2 separate regions of the Mus musculus genome follow, and region 2 is linked to region 1. The links are chromatin contacts, called in public promoter capture Hi-C maps. All regions are on one chromosome and are shown on one strand. Each heading gives the region's core, a stretch centred on a gene start, on an enhancer-like site or on the middle of the called end of the contact. The rest is flanking DNA. Distances are from core to core; before and after follow the strand shown. Region 1 holds the start of Epn1 (epsin 1). Region 2 holds the start of Irf2bp1 (interferon regulatory factor 2 binding protein 1).

What was found. Promoter capture Hi-C pulls out the DNA fragments that hold promoters and counts their contacts.
Region 2: a contact with region 1 is called in a promoter capture Hi-C map of liver, with 4 times the contacts expected there. The contact joins the promoter of Irf2bp1 here to the promoter of Epn1 in region 1. A contact is called at or near these places in 3 of 39 promoter capture datasets (frontonasal cranial neural crest, liver and pre-B cells) and 1 of 484 Hi-C or Micro-C datasets (B cells).

Annotation. Positions count from the first base shown.
Region 1 is chr7:5,075,429-5,083,233 of GRCm38.p6, forward strand. Epn1 (epsin 1) reads left to right here and starts at 4,807. Exons shown (of 12, transcript NM_010147.4): 1 at 4,807-5,049; 2 at 6,590-6,693. It overlaps U2af2 (U2 small nuclear ribonucleoprotein auxiliary factor (U2AF) 2), which reads left to right. Exons shown (of 12, transcript NM_133671.3): 11 at 40-288; 12 at 3,754-4,517. The coding sequence ends at 3,888.
Region 2 is chr7:19,001,093-19,008,897 of GRCm38.p6, forward strand. Irf2bp1 (interferon regulatory factor 2 binding protein 1) reads left to right here and starts at 2,966. Exons shown (of 1, transcript NM_178757.4): 1 at 2,966-5,671. The coding sequence starts at 3,345. The coding sequence ends at 5,099. It overlaps Mypop (Myb-related transcription factor, partner of profilin), which reads left to right. Exons shown (of 3, transcript NM_145579.3): 3 at 1-674. The coding sequence ends at 69.

The DNA.
Region 1 (7,805 bases), core at 3,557-6,056:
AGCCATTTTGTGACAGATCTGTTCTCCCTGACCCCACAGAGCACCATCAATCAGACACCTGTGACCCTTCAAGTGCCCGGCCTGATGAGCTCTCAGGTGCAGATGGGCGGTCACCCAACTGAGGTCCTGTGCCTCATGAACATGGTGCTGCCTGAGGAGCTGCTGGACGATGAGGAGTATGAGGAGATTGTAGAGGACGTACGAGACGAGTGCAGCAAGTATGGGTTGGTCAAATCCATTGAAATTCCCCGCCCCGTGGACGGCGTCGAGGTGCCTGGCTGTGGAAAGGTCAGGGTGCCCTTTTATCTTTTGTGAACAAATCCCTTAGCACCCTGTCTCTCTCAGTACCTGACTAGTTCTGAACAAGGGTGACGCAGAGGACCCTGAGAGGATCAAGGTCTCCTGGGGTCTTGGGGCCTATAGTGGAGAAATTGATTTCTATATATTGATGCTATGTGTGTGTCTCTGTCTGTCTATCTATCTATATGGTGTGTGTGTGTGTGTGTGTGTGTATATGTGTATATATATATATATGTGTGTATATATATATATATATATATATATAAGTTCAAAACTTAGTTTTTCTCTTTCTTATGTGGGATCCTTTAGCAAGTAGCTTTTTGCCTTTTTTTTTTTTTTTTTTTTTTTGGTTTTTCGAGATAGGGTTTCTCTGTGTAGCCCTGGCTGTCCTGGAACTCATTGTGTAGTCCAGGCCGGTCTTGAACTCAGAAATCCGCCTGCCTCTGCCTCCCAAGTGCTGGGATTAAAGGAGTGCACCACCACACCCAGCTTAGCTTTGCCTTTTTTGTTGGTAAGATGTTACTACATATAGTTTTCTTACTATCTACGTGCCTTGAAGCTGCATCTGTGTTCTTCTTTCACTGGCTTCTGAACCTCTTTTTAGAGTGTGGTACAAAGGTGACAACCACACACAGCTAGGCATCACATGTTTGTAGTCTAGATTTCAGAGGCTCCTGAGTTACCACCTCTACACTATGGTAGGTTTAGATAAGCTTTGCATGTCCACCTTGGAAGGTGCTGCTGAGGGGTTGCTGGTGTTCTTATTCTGCCATTAGAAGATTTGGCTGTGAATAGAGCTCTTACCCACAAACAGCGGGGGACACTTTGCTAGGGTGCTGTGTTGGGCAGTAGCAGGAAAGGGTGGGTATCAGAGTTGCTACATGCCTTTATTTTTCTTTCTGGTACTAAAGATAGAATTCATGGCCTTATTGTAGCTAACTAAGCAAGTGCTTTATCCCTGAGCCACTTCCATAGACCCAAGTTCTGGTTTTAGATAGGTGCCTGTCCTAGGCAGATGGACAGAAGCAGAGACTTTAGGTAGGATTGCTGTGTGTGTGGTTGGGGTTAGGGTATATTCAATGTAGGGACTTGCTTTTGCCCCTGTAGAGCTAATTGCTACATTGCAGGAGTATGAATGAGATGAGGCCAGGATGTTCAGCCATTGGTTTTTAGGAACTCTTGTTATGGCTGAAAGGACCATGAGCAGGATTTGAGAGAAGAGGCCAATTTTGCAAGAGGATTATGGAGGTCCTTATGAACTTGAGGAAGAAGCCTAGGGTTTTCTTGTAGAGGAGTGGAGCTTCACAGATAGAAGGAAGCTGATGTAATGCTAGCTCTTTGATAATGTATGGAGAGTGCCGAGTCATGAGTCAGGTGATCCATGGGGTTGCCTGTATTAGTATAAGAGAAAGATGGTGGCCTGCTTTAAAGTATGTCTTGTGCTGGGAGATAAAACTGTTTAGTCAAGGTGATATTATCTAGTGAAAACATACAGGTTGTATGCCCCATAAAACTTGAAGTGGCGAAATTGCCCAGTGACATTCAGAATATCTCTGTGTCCATAGTGATGTGGTGACTATAATGGGCAATGAGAAATGGATGAGTTTGTGGAGATGGGAGTGACAGGTGAGGTGGAGCCATTTTTAGGCCTACTGCCTCTGAGGTTACTTAGATATCCTAATAGAGTCAGCTAGGAAGCAGTTAGCTGGGTAGATGGGAACTCCCAAGTGGGTGAGGATTGATAGAAACTCAGACATGGGGAGGCTGGGCAGGTTTCAAATGAATCTTGGGAATGCAGCAGAGGTCTGGTGCAGTAGTCAAAAGGAAGAAGACTATCTGACTAAAAAAGCCTCTTGACTGCTTCTTTGCCTGTATTTGATATGCCACTCTTTCTGATTCAGGCTGGCACCTTAATGGAAGCCTGCCTTAAATGGGGATTGAGTAAATAAATACAGGATCTCTGAATGCACAGACTGGCCTCTTGAGCGGCTAACTCTTTGTCGGGGGGAGAGAGTGTATTGATTTTCATTTGAGATGGGGTTTTACTATGGTGCCTCAGCTTGGCTAGCTTTGAACTAGTGTCACTTAGCTACCATATTAACCTTTGTTCTATTCTTAAACTTCTAAAAGTATATGAGATTGATGCTGATGCTTAGTGTATATTATCCAGCTTTAAGTTATCAATATTGGGGGGGGGGGTTGTTTCTGCTTTGAGATGGGGTTTTACTGCATAGTCCCTACTGATCTTGGGCTAGTGATCTTGCCTCAGCCTCCCTGCTGGGATTGCAGATGTGTATCCTCACACCTGGATTATGCAGTGAGTACTTAAAGCTTAAAGAGTACTTAAAGCTTAAAGAGTAGGTGCTAGCTACACTTCTGTGTTAACAGACAGTGCTTATTATCTCTGTCCCCAGAACCAGCGGGCTAAACCCATAACCTTGGTTTTTTTAAAGAATGCTATTATAGTAAAACAGTCTTCATTTAATTCCTTGGTGTCTAGTCTACCTAAGTTCTGTTTAAATGTTACTATCTCTAAAATGTCTTGTTTCAGTAAGGTCCAAATCCTGATTTTGGTTGCAGTTTCTTTTTAACAGATTTTTTAAAAAGATTTATTTAATGTATGTGAGTACACTGTCGCTGCCAGACCCACCTGAAAACGTCATCGGATCCCATTAGAGATGGTTGTGAGCCACTGTGTGGTTGCTGTGAATTGAACTCAGAACCGCTGGAAGAGCAGTCAGTGCTCTTAACTGTTGAGCCCTCTCTCTCCAGCCCCTTTTAACTCACTTGTTTTTGTTTTTGTGCAAGCATAGGACAGTGTTTTGGGAAGGAGTCGGGTTGAATGCAGGATGCCGGAATTGTAGGGCCATTTTGCTGGCCCCATAAAGTTTCTATCACTTTTATCTCATATTCTCTCCACTCTCTTCTGAAGTCAACTGGTTTGTTAAAGTAGTGCGGTAGTCATGCAGTTCCCATGTTAGGGGACCTTCATTGTAATCATTTCCTTTAAGGTGATTGAGTGGTTCAAGCAGGCTTGTCAACATGGATAGATGAACCTGTTTTAATTCAGGTTGGGCTTGAGTCCTAATTTCTGAGCTTTCCTTACCTTGTCTGTGGGGAGAACATGACAGTTGTGGCTTGGGGAACACTGTAGGGTGCATGATGCAGAAGTGACCCCTTCTCTCCTCTGGGGTCTTGCCTCTGGCCACTGCCCCGTGTACTTAAGTGACTCAGGCCTGCCTGGTTTTCTTCATTTCTGTGATGTCTCGCTTCTGTGCCTTGTTCTTGGGTACTGGAGAACGTTTGGGTAAACACCCTCATACTGAACTGAAGTCCTCTGTGCAGTGTGGTGAGGTGTTCTCTCATTTCCTGTGCTGATTCTGTACTTTAAATGAATGCTGAGTAGATGCTAGGAGCCAACCTTGTTCACAGATATGCCTCTTGTTCCTACAGATCTTCGTGGAGTTCACCTCTGTGTTTGACTGCCAGAAAGCCATGCAGGGTCTAACCGGTCGCAAGTTCGCCAACAGAGTGGTGGTCACAAAATACTGTGACCCTGATTCTTACCACCGTCGGGACTTCTGGTAGAGGTGGCTGGGGGAGGGTGGGGGCAGGGCTGGCTGGGGACTTTCCCCCCACCTGTCCCCTCCTCCTTTCCCCCCTCTTGAAGAAGATGGGCAGAGGAGTGACAGCCGAATGACAGCCGGCAGCAACTGGAATGGCAGCAATTAAGGGGGGTGGGGGGTGGGGGGCTAGGGCAGGAAGGGGACTGGGCAAGTGCACACAGGCCCACACAGACACATGCACCCACACAGACACAGAGGGAACGGGCTGGGATGGGGACTGTGTGCACAGCAGGGCGGGTAGGACCTCCACAGCCCCTTCCCAAACAGCCTCTTATCCCTTACACCCCTTTCCTCCTCTCTTCCCCCATGGTAGGAACATAGCGTGTTTATATTTTATGGCCAAACTATTTTGAATTTTGTTGTCTGGCCCTCAGTGCCCTGCCCTCTCCCTTTGCAGGACCACAGCTCCCGTCCTTTGGCTTCTGGTCCTTCCTGTTCTCCACCCTGGTTTCTTAAGTAGTTGGTTCTTCTCCTTAGTCTTCCTGACTCAACCCGTGGTCTCTGTCCCGCTCCCCCTCTCTGTGGCAGTTTCATATTTGCTAATACGAATTTGCTCATTAAACATTTTGTTGTATTTTACTTTATGGATCCTCATCTGTGTCCAGTGTGTCCGCCCGTCTCTTTCGGCCGAGGGTGTGGAGGGTGGCACCCAGGGAAGGAGGCAGGCCTGAGGGTCCCGCGAGGGTAGCCACAGTGGAGGCTTCAAGGCTTGGACCTTTACGCGTCTCCACTGCTGCGTAGATGCGGAAGTGACGCAAGGGCATAAGGACGCGCAGTCCCGTGCGCCGGAAATGGTGCCGGGGTGGGTTTGGTCGCGGAAGTGGAGGCTGCCGGGCGAAGTGCAGAGGGCGGGGCACGTGAGTTCATTTCCGCTTCCGGTCCGCTGCCACCTTCGGTTGCTTCCCGTCCGCTCGGCGGCTCCCCTCCCCCGCCCGGCTCTCTGCGCCCCTCCCGGGCGCCGGGGCGGCGGGGCCGTCGCTGTGCGGCCCTCCGTGCGTCTGTGCGTGCGCACGTGCGCACTTCTGCTTCCCGCAGCTCGGCGCGCGCCCCGCGACACCGAGGCCGAGCGGGGGCAGGGGGCTGACCGTCATGACCCCTGGAAGCCCGGTATAAGCGGGCCGAGGTGAGCGAGGGGCGCAATGCTGGCCTCCGTCGCGGCAAGTCCGGTGTTCCGGCCTGGGCCGTGGCGCGCGCGGGTCCAGCCAGCCTCGGAGCCGGTGTTCCAGCCGCTGATGGCTTGTGGCTGCTTTTGTACCGCTGTGCCCGGGTCGGGTTTGCCTGCCGGTGTGTGTCTTTTTTTGGGATTGTCAGTGTCCCCGTCTCGCGTGGCCCTGCTGTCTGTGTTGCTCTGCTTCTGTGTTTCTGTGTTTGTACAAAAGGGCTTGGAGATCCGAGTGCTGTTTGTGTCTTGGATTGCTCCGTGTTCCTGTCAGGATGCATGCAATGCTTGTATTTTCTGGGTTTCTGTGTCTTCATTTCCCCAGACTGGTCTCCCTCTTGGTGCATTATTTCTCTCCGGGTCATTGCTGTCGTCCCCAGGCCCAAAATTCCTTTCTAGGAACCCACTGCTTTTGCTTAGGATGTGCTTCCCAGGTTTCTGAGTCTCTGGTGTTCTGACAAGAGCTCTGGCTGTGGATTCCAAAGCCCCCGCTGCTTGCCTTGGTCTTCAGTTTTCCTAGTCTTCTAAACGGAAGCATTCATAATTCCTGCACCACAGGGTCTCTGCGCATTGGAGTGGTCCTGGTAAAGTGCCTTACAGTGTCTGGCCTGGAGTTAAGCATGTGATTATTAGTAGCTCTAGTTACTAGAGATTTTGTCTCGCTTAGTATTTGATACCAGGTTTTTGAGTCCCCCTTGGGGACTCACTATATTGTTTGTACTGTTTAATAAGAAATTCTAAATTAACTGTGGAAAATGGCCCCATTTTCAGCAGCATTTGTGAGATTTAGTATGTTTTTTTTGAACATGCTTGAAGTAGGTAGTTGGTGTTAGGATAGTGCGTCTTTAGATGCCACCCTTTTGGAAATGTTTTTTCTGATAATAATAGCAGCCAGGAGTACCGAGCGCCTACTATCTGTGGGGCACAGAACCAAGTTCTTTATGTACCCGTCTTATTTAATCAGCAAGCTTGCCGGGCAGCACCCCTCCCTTTGTTACACAGTTAGGTGAACTGAGTCACAGGGTTGTTTTGCTGGTTGCTTATGTGGCCGGGATTTGAGTGCAAATTTTGTGTTCTTTTAAGTTATATCTCTTCCCACCCCCCCCCAGCCCTGGGTGTCATGTGTGTGTTTTGTTTCAGGGTCCCTGTCTTTCTGTCCTCCCTGTCCTCCTGCCTCGCTGTATTGCTTTCTTTTTGCCCGAGTTTTGGTGTGTCTCTTCTCTTCTCTTCTCTTCTCTTCTCTTCTCTTCTCTTCTCTTCTCTTCTCTCTCTCCCCCCCTCCCTCTTTCTCTCCCTTTCTCCCTCCCTTTCTCTCCCCTCCCCCAGTCTCCTTATGTTTGTCATATGTTTGTCTTCTGGTGTCTGTCCAGGCCTGACTTGGGACCCAGCTGCTTTTTTTTTTTTTTTTTCTTTGCCTAGTTATGCCTGTTTGCAGGTGCTCCATTTTCTGGCCTGAATTCAAGGTAAAGAGCAGCCTTTCCTATTCTCCTATGTCTTCCTTCAGGTTGGATCATGGTAGGGCTCAGTAAATCTCCCTCCATGGCTTGTTGGAGAGGCACAGACTGGTGATCGGAGTCTACTCTGGACCCAGGCTGCTCCAGTTGTGAGGTGTGTGTCCCTGGGCAAGGTGCTAATGTGCCCTTGTTCCCTCCTGTGTAAAGTGGCTGTGAGTCATGGATTTGTAAGGATTGAGTTGATAGCGCAAAGGACTTAATGGGTGCCTAGAAGGATGTAAAGGTTGTGGAAGTGCTTGTTAATATTCCCCTCATTTGCTTGATTTCTGCCCTTGATGCTTTCTGACAGCTGGTCACAGCACAGGTTAGTTTATTTAGGTTAATTTAAAAGCATGAGTTTAATGGCACACACCTTTAACTCCGTACTTGGGAGGGGAGGGACACATGGATTTAGCTCTTCAAGTTCCAGGACAGTCAAGGCCATGTAGAGAGATGTTGTGTCACCCCCTCCCCCCAACCCACAAAAAAATGAGTTTATACAGGTAATATGGGTTTGATTGTTGAGTCTGCTTTTGCATTTATGATATGACCTTGACCAAGTTATTAAACTTCCATGAGGCCATTGTCTACATTCATTGTTAGATGATATGTGCCTCGTGGCACAGTTGGTATCCATTAGTGGGGACTCCTACATTTCTTATCTCTCTGCTCCCTTGAGCTTCCCTCCCTACCCTCTGGACACCTAGTCCCCTGGGCACCCCCACTCCCCAGTCTCCCACTGCCTCAGGCTATCTCCTCTGTCTCCCTACCATTTTTTTAAATCCCATCATTGGCCTCTTTTGCCATGACTCCTGTCCCAGGGTTGTTTGCTTCTCTCTTTCTTTCTTTCTTTCTTTCTTCCTTCCTTCCTTCCTTCCTTCCTTCCTTCCTTCCTTCCTTCCTTCCTTCCTTTCTTTCTTTCTTTCTTTCTTTCTTTCTTTCTTTCTTTCTTTCTTTCTTTCTTTCTTTCTTTCTTTCTCAATTTCCTTCCTGCACTGTTGATTGAATGGTTTTTCCCAGCCAGCTTCTTTGTAGAGAAAACCAAACAAATATCCTTTCTATCACTGTGGGTCTTAGGTCAACCATAGTTTCCGAATCAGACAAACAGCTTTAAAAATCACAAGAATCCACTCACAGCAACCCCTCTGGGAACAGTGACAATGACATTTGAGTTCGTGTAAGCAGCACCCTGGGGATGTGTGGCAAATCTGGTGAGGAAGGAGGAAG
Region 2 (7,805 bases), core at 1,716-4,215, about 14 Mb after region 1:
TCACCCCCACACAAAAGGAGGAAAGGTTTCCCTACACGAAAGAGGCGGGGCCGCTGGAAGTCTCCGTGAAATCTACCCTTGTCCAAGCTCCTGCCTGCAACCCCTCTCCCTGCTTGGCGCAGGCGCAGTCGAGGAGGAAGATGCTCTTTGCCTATCCCAGCTGCACCCTGGCTTCCTGCTCTAGGGGCGTGAGCACCCCACTTCCTGTGCTAGTTAGTGCCTGATTCTCTGGGCGAGTCCCCGGGTGGACTCCCTCAGCCCCTTTCTCTGGTACAGTGGTGTCCGCCTGACTGCCTCCTGTAACCCCAACTTCTAAGCCATCAATTTTATGTTACTATATTGCCCTTTGTGGGGTGGGAGGGGGACCTCCTGGCTCTGCGACATGCTCCTTTGCCTAATAGTTACTGTTCATGACTTAAAGAGAAGCAACGTGTGGGGACCTCCCTACTCCCCCAGCCCAGACTTCTTCGGAAGGGTTGGCAGTTGCTAGACAAATCAGAATATAGAAGGCAGAGGACTCCGAGGAGGAGGCAGAATTCTGACTGGGGGAGGTATAGGTTGGGTCCTTTGCCTCTCATTGCTGCGAGGTGTGTCTGACCTCCGGAGCTCAGCCCCTCCCTTCCTTTCTCCTCAGTGCTGACAAGATGTCAATAAACTTATTTTCATACAATTAACTTGAGGCTCTGAGACAGGCCTTGGGAGTCCAGCACTTAGGGACTGCTCCACCCCGCCCCAGAGGACATGCCTCCTGAACTTGAGGCAGGTGATTGCCCCTCTAAAAGCCTTAACTAACCCTGGTGCAGAAGCACACACTTGAAGGTTGCAACAAACAGAGTTTATCTAGGTCTGTTAAGAGCAGTTCAATAAAGTAATTGGGTAGTTAACTCAGGCAAGGACAGAGACGGGGCAGAACGAAAAATAGGCTTTTACAGCCTTAAAGAGCCTATCAAGGGATCATGGCTCATACTTGCCATTCCTGTACTAGGGAGGCTTGCTGTGAGTTCAAGGCTAACCTGTGCTTCAGAGACCTATCGTTAGAAAAAGGAAAAATAAATAAAGCCAGGCATGGTTAATGTATTTTTGAAATCTCAGCCCCCAGGAGGTTAAGGAAGGAGGACCCAGAGCTCAGGCCAGCCAGCCTGGACCACCTAGTGAGGCCCAGTTTCAAAATTAAAAATACAGGCTGGTAGTACATCTCAGCACTAGAGCACTTAGCATAAGGCCCTGGATTCCATCCCAGTACCACGTATAAGCAGGAGAAAGTAAATAAACAGTAGTACAGGAAACCTATGGTTGTGAACATAGTATCTCCCAGGAAACGATAAAAATAGGCAATTTGTTTAAGGGAGAAGTGTTAAAACAGTAATGCAGGTGGTAGTTAAATTGTAACGCTGAAATAGAAAGCCAGGGCTGCTGTGACTACTCTGGGGTGGGGGTGAGAAAACCACCAAGCCTCCACTAAGTGCAAACCTGGAAGAACGCAAAGAAGACACTGGGGGGGGGGGGGGGAATTGAGACCACCAGCGGGGATCCAGGCCAAGTGAGGGGAAAGGGCTGATGTGAGCTAGGTCCTGGAGACATATGTCGCTTCTCCTAGCTCCCCCCACCCCCCCAAAAAAGCTAAAAACATGGGGTGCCCACAGCCGATTGGGCCCACCAGGCCATTAAGCACTTGGAGGTTTGGGGTTGCCCTTCCCAGCAATCTCCTCTTGGCTTCCTCATTCCAAATATAAGAGTAATAAGAGCCCCCTAACCTGGGGGGTGGGGGTGGAGGGAGAGGGCGAAATTCCCTGCTAGCAAGGGGGGGGGGCAAGAATCGGGAAGGCCTTCCCCCCCCAAGCTTCCAAGCAGAGGAAGTACGTCAGTGCGTCCATCTCGCAGAGCATTTTGGGAATTGTAGTGAAATTGGAGGTGTACCGAGAAGCCAACTCTGTAACCCTTTAGAGACCAAATACGTGCACAGCTGGAGCAGAATTGGCAGGCTCAGAGAACGTTCTTTAGCAGATGAGGAAACTAAGGCAGCCGCCTGGCTCGGAAGCCTACAGTCTTATCATCCTGTAGCCTCTGGGCCGCCCTTGAGGCTAGTACCTAAGACACTGGGAAGGACAAACTGCCAAGTAGACACTACTCTCCAAGAGTTGCCTGAAACCATCCCCTTGAAACCGTCCAATCAGAGCCTCTCCGCCCCAATTCCCCCAAAGCTGCTGCCTTTCTAACCGGTTATTGGCCCTTCTTGAAGGGGCGGGATTCTAAGAGAGGGCAAGACTCTTCTAGAACTGCTCAGCAAATCAGAGCAGAAACTGCTTTCCGGCTTCTGGGTATGGTGTCGGGACTGTAAACCCACAAGGAGGCTGAAGCAGGGAGATTGCAGCAAGTTTGAGGCCAGCCTAGACTACATAGGCTAGCCTTCTAGGCCAACCTGAGCTAAAGAATAAATCTAAGTCTTAAGAAAGAAAGAGGGGGGGCTGGTGAGATGGCTCAGTGGGTAAGAGCACCCGACTGCTCTTCCGAAGGTCAGGAGTTCAAATCCCAGCAACCACATGGTGGCTCACAACCATCCGTAACGAGATCTGACTCCCTCTTCTGGAGTGTCTGAGGACAGCTGCAGTGTACTTACATATAATAAATAAATAAATAAATAAATCTAAAAAAAAAAAAAAAAGATTGTTTAAAAAAAAAAAAAAGAAAGAAAGAGGGGGCGGGGAAAGGGGGGAAATTGCATCCACAGCAACTTGGCCACCCGAGCATTTATGAAACCATTACCCACTCCATGGACCCTGTGTGCGAACCCCAGCTTCCTGGCGAGGCACAGTGAAAATTAAGCACCCAGACCAGCGCGCGCCCTCTTTTCCCGCCACTGCTTTCTACCCAGTCCCCTTTAAGAAGCAGCCCCGACGGGACTACATTTCCCAGAAGGCTTTGCCCGCGCGTTATGTAACTTTCCCTGCGAAGCGGCCTCTGGGGCAGAAGAAGGAGGTGGAGGCGACGGCGGCCGTTGCAGCGGCGTCGGCGGCGCGAGCGGAGCGGCGGGAGCCTGGGGCGGCGGCGCCCGAGGCCCATCGAGGAGCTGGAGCTGTGCATCGCGGCTCACGGCGCGGACCGGACGGGGGCGCCGACGTGCGTGCTCGTGGCTTGCCTTTTCCACCGGAGGCGGGAGTGAGAGAGAGAGGAAAAAAAAGGCTGAGGGCCCAGGGGGCGGGGAAGGGGGGCCGGGCCTGAATCCGGCGGGGAGGCCGAGCCCGAGGCCGGATTGAGCGGCTCGCGCGCCCGTCCCGGGGCACGGCGGAGCGAACGTGGGCGGCGGGTGCACAGCAGGGGCACCTGGCGGCGTTCCGGGGGGCGCCATGGCGTCCGTGCAAGCGTCCCGCCGCCAGTGGTGCTACCTGTGCGACCTGCCCAAGATGCCGTGGGCCATGGTGTGGGACTTCAGCGAGGCTGTGTGCCGCGGGTGCGTGAATTTCGAGGGCGCGGACCGCATCGAGCTGCTCATCGACGCCGCCCGCCAGCTCAAGCGCAGCCACGTGCTCCCCGAGGGCCGCTCGCCCGGACCCCCGGCTCTCAAGCACCCGACTTCCAAGGACCTAGCCTCCACGGGCTCCCAGGGCTCCCAGTTGCCACCCCCGCAGGCCCAGGCGCAGCCATCGGGGACCGGCGGTAGCGTCTCAGGCCCGGACCGCTATGACAGGGCTACTTCATCCAGCCGCCTGGCGCTGCCTTCGCCGGCTTTGGAGTACACCCTGGGGTCCCGCTTGGCCAACGGGCTGGGCCGCGAGGAGGCCGTGGCGGAAGGGGCACGCAGGGCTTTGCTTGGCTCCATCCCCAGCTTGATGCCCCCCGGGCTGCTGGCAGCTGCAGTGTCTGGCCTTGGAGGCCGAGCTCTGACGCTGGCACCTGGCTTAAGCCCCGCTCGTCCACTTTTCGGCTCCGATTTCGAGAAGGAGAAGCAGCAGAGGAATGCGGACTGCTTGGCAGAACTGAACGAGGCCATGCGGGGCCGGGCGGAGGAGTGGCATGGGCGTCCCAAGGCTGTAAGGGAACAGCTACTGGCTCTGTCCGCCTGTGCCCCTTTCAATGTTCGATTCAAGAAGGACCACGGGCTGGTGGGACGGGTGTTCGCCTTTGATGCCACTGCCCGCCCTCCGGGCTATGAGTTCGAGCTGAAGCTCTTCACCGAATACCCCTGTGGTTCTGGCAATGTTTACGCGGGGGTCCTTGCAGTGGCTCGCCAGATGTTTCATGATGCTCTTCGAGAGCCAGGGAAGGCCCTGGCCTCATCGGGCTTCAAGTACCTCGAGTATGAACGGCGCCATGGTTCAGGGGAATGGCGCCAGTTAGGAGAGCTGCTTACGGATGGGGTCCGCAGCTTCCGAGAGCCTGCTCCTGCGGAGGCCCTGCCCCAGCAGTACCCAGAACCGGCCCCTGCTGCTCTGTGTGGCCCACCTCCAAGAGCCCCATCCCGAAACCTGGCGCCCACTCCACGCCGTCGCAAAGCATCCCCTGAGCCCGAGGGCGAGACAGCTGGGAAGATGACCACGGAGGAGCAGCAACAGCGGCACTGGGTGGCGCCAGGCGGTCCATACTCTTCAGAGACCCCTGGTGTGCCCTCACCTATTGCTGCCCTCAAGAATGTGGCCGAGGCTCTGGGCCACTCACCCAAGGACCCTGGTGGGGGTGGAGGCTCTGTCCGCGCAGGGGGTGCTAGCCCCGCGGCTTCCTCCACAACCCAACCACCGGCCCAGCATCGTTTGGTGGCACGCAATGGAGAGGCAGAAGTCAGCCCCACTGCCGGGGCTGAAGCTGTCAGCGGGGGTGGTAGCGGCACAGGGGCGACCCCTGGAGCCCCCTTGTGCTGTACCCTGTGCAGAGAAAGGCTGGAAGACACCCACTTCGTGCAGTGTCCCTCGGTACCCGGACACAAGTTCTGCTTTCCTTGCTCCCGAGAGTTTATCAAGGCACAGGGCCCAGCCGGAGAGGTGTACTGCCCCAGTGGAGACAAATGTCCACTGGTGGGTTCCTCTGTCCCCTGGGCCTTCATGCAGGGCGAGATCGCTACTATTCTTGCTGGTGACATCAAGGTCAAGAAAGAAAGAGACCCCTAGGCTGCCACTGCCAGGCTTCTTTCCCCTCCCCCTTAACCATCACCGCATCTGCGGATAAATTATTCCCTACCGCACCCAACCCTGTACCACCCTAACCTATGTATATACCCTTTCCTCTGCCCAGATGGGTCCCCTGGGGTAGATACATTGTGGGTGGGGGGAGAGAGCTTGTGGCTCCTGTCAGAGAGGGTGTTTGGGGTTCCTGGGCCCCTCCTTTCTTTTTCCTTTCTTGGCTTGGCTTTCCTGCTGTTGGTAGTTGGGTGAGAGGTACCCCGCGTGTCCTTGAGAAGGGACCTCCTGAGAACTCGCTCTTTATAAACGAAGCAAAAGCATTTTATTGTTCCCCCTCTCCCACCCTTTTCCTCCTTCAATAAACTGAGAGATGGGTTGTTCTTTTTCCCCCTTCTTGTTCCCTTTAGTTTTTATGAGATGCTGCGCCCCCTTCGGGATTGGACTTGTCCTGCGCGCAAGAGGACTTCTGCGTTGTGACCACTAGGTGGTGCCTTTTGTCCAGTGGGCTGCTGTTTGTAGTAGTGTACATTTGCTGTGCTCTAATTAAAGGTGTAGTCGAGGCCGGTTTTGCAGACGATGGTACTGAGATTCTGACAGGGCTTGGCTCCTGCACGGCGATCACAAACTTGAGAGTAGGTTTGCACTACAGCTGGCCCTCTGAATGCAGAGACATCAGAGGAGGGAAAAGAAGTAGGAAGTGTTCTAGAGGTAGTTTACTTGGAGATATTTCTAGGGGCACTGTCCATGGAAAGAGTGAGTTGAACCTTCCTGGGTAAATGTATATGGGAGCAGGATGGTACCTTCTTGCTTCATATAGTGCCCAAGAGATGGACACACCTGAGAAACCTGAACTGGGCTCACGCCCTTCATCTGGGGACAGTGGCTATCACCCTAAAACACTTAGGAGCTAAGTAAAAGGCTCCCGCCCACCGCGGCTGCTTCTGATGTGTGTGCGGCCTTGTCCCGCACCTGTCCTGGGTGACTGATCATTAACCAGGATTTCCTGCCCGCTGGCGTCATGGGGGTGGGGTCTGGGGCCTAGGCAGACTATGGCAAAACAGGGGTTAAAAGGAGGGGGTGGCCCCAGCAGTCACATCCTGGCCCCCACTTGAGACCCTGACATGGAGATTCCGGGAAGGGATACAATGGTAAGCCAACGAGACAGTGTCCAGTGAGAACCAGCGACCCAAGGGTGTCCCTGATCTCCTCTCCAGGTGTCTCCTCACTGCCTTGTGCCCCTCATTCACCTGAAGACAGACATGGCCCCAGCTCTCTGCAGGATCTTGAGTAATGTTTCCCCCACCCCAGTAGGGAGCACATACCTGCTCAGGCAACCCAACCCAAGCACCAGCCTAGGCTCAGGGCAGGGCTGGGAAAACTATCCCTGATTAAATACGCCAGGTGATAAACAGGAGCAGGGGTGGTGCTGGAGAGAGCACCCCTCCCTCAGAGGACTCCCTGTTTGATCCAGGGCTGCAGACCCAAGCACCCTCTCTTCCCCCTCCCCCTAAATCCTCAGGACTAGAGGCCTCCTCACACCTGGCCACCTTGCTCCAGGAAGGGCTCACAGCTGTGGAAGACACCTGGTCCTTTAAGAGCAGCTGGTAGGTGGGGGCGGGGGGCAGGGGAGTCACCCCCAGCCTGGCTGCTGTGTATTTTAGATAGAGGTTGGGTTAACTATTAACAGAACAGACAGCCTGACCTGTGTGGGTGTTGGGGGGGGGGGAATGGGTCAGTTCCCCTTCCCCCAGTACCCAGGTGGGGTTAGGGTGGAAGGATTTGGGGACCAGAGAGTAGGCAGAAAGACTAAGGAATATGCTGCAGAGACGTCCTGAAAAATGTGGGAAACCACAGAAGTAGGGAAGAGAGGAGCAAGTGGCCAGTTGGTGAGGGCTGGGAGTGGGGCTCAGTGATAGAACCCTGGCCTAGAGGGCCAGTGAAGGCCTGAGTGTGTGACTCAGTGGCAGAGGGTTTGCCTAAGGTCTACAGTAAAGAGCTGGGGGTGTGGTTCAGTGGTAGAGCCCCTGCCTAAGCATCTGGAAGAGTGTGGGTTCCATCCCCAACACCACAAAAGCCTTTTTAAAATTCTATGTCCAGTGCTGTTTCATCTACATGTGTCTGTGTGATGATGTCAGATCCCCTGCCGTGTGGGTACTGGGAACTGAACCTGGGTTCTCTTAACCCCTAAGCCATCACTCCAGCCCCACAAACGCTTGTCCAGAGAGGCATGGAAAACAGAGAAGCTCGAAAGTGAGGCAAAAATTGAGGAAAACAGAGGAGGAGTGAGTTTAATGGAGGCATGTCCAGAAAGGTCGAGGAAGGGGATGTACAAGCTGGGAGACAGAATGATGCCCACAGTCCCGGCACTCAGGACACCGAGGCAGAAAGTGGGCACAAGTTCCTGGCTGGACTGGGCAGCATGGAACAGCCCATCTCAGAAAGCAAACAAAGATGGAGAAGAAAAAAAGCAGGTGAGGACAAGGGAAGATTTAATGACTGCCTCACTCCTGCACTGTGAGCCCCCAGACGGGAAAGCCCGGGCTGCTACACTGTACCCTCAGCATCACCCAGCCCAGAGTTAGTCTAAGGGATGCATAAATAAACAGGATCCTTAACCCTCAGTAAAAATGGCTCAGCCACCATGGGGTGACAAGTCCCGGGTCAGATGCTACAGTTTATAGAGTTGTGAATGCA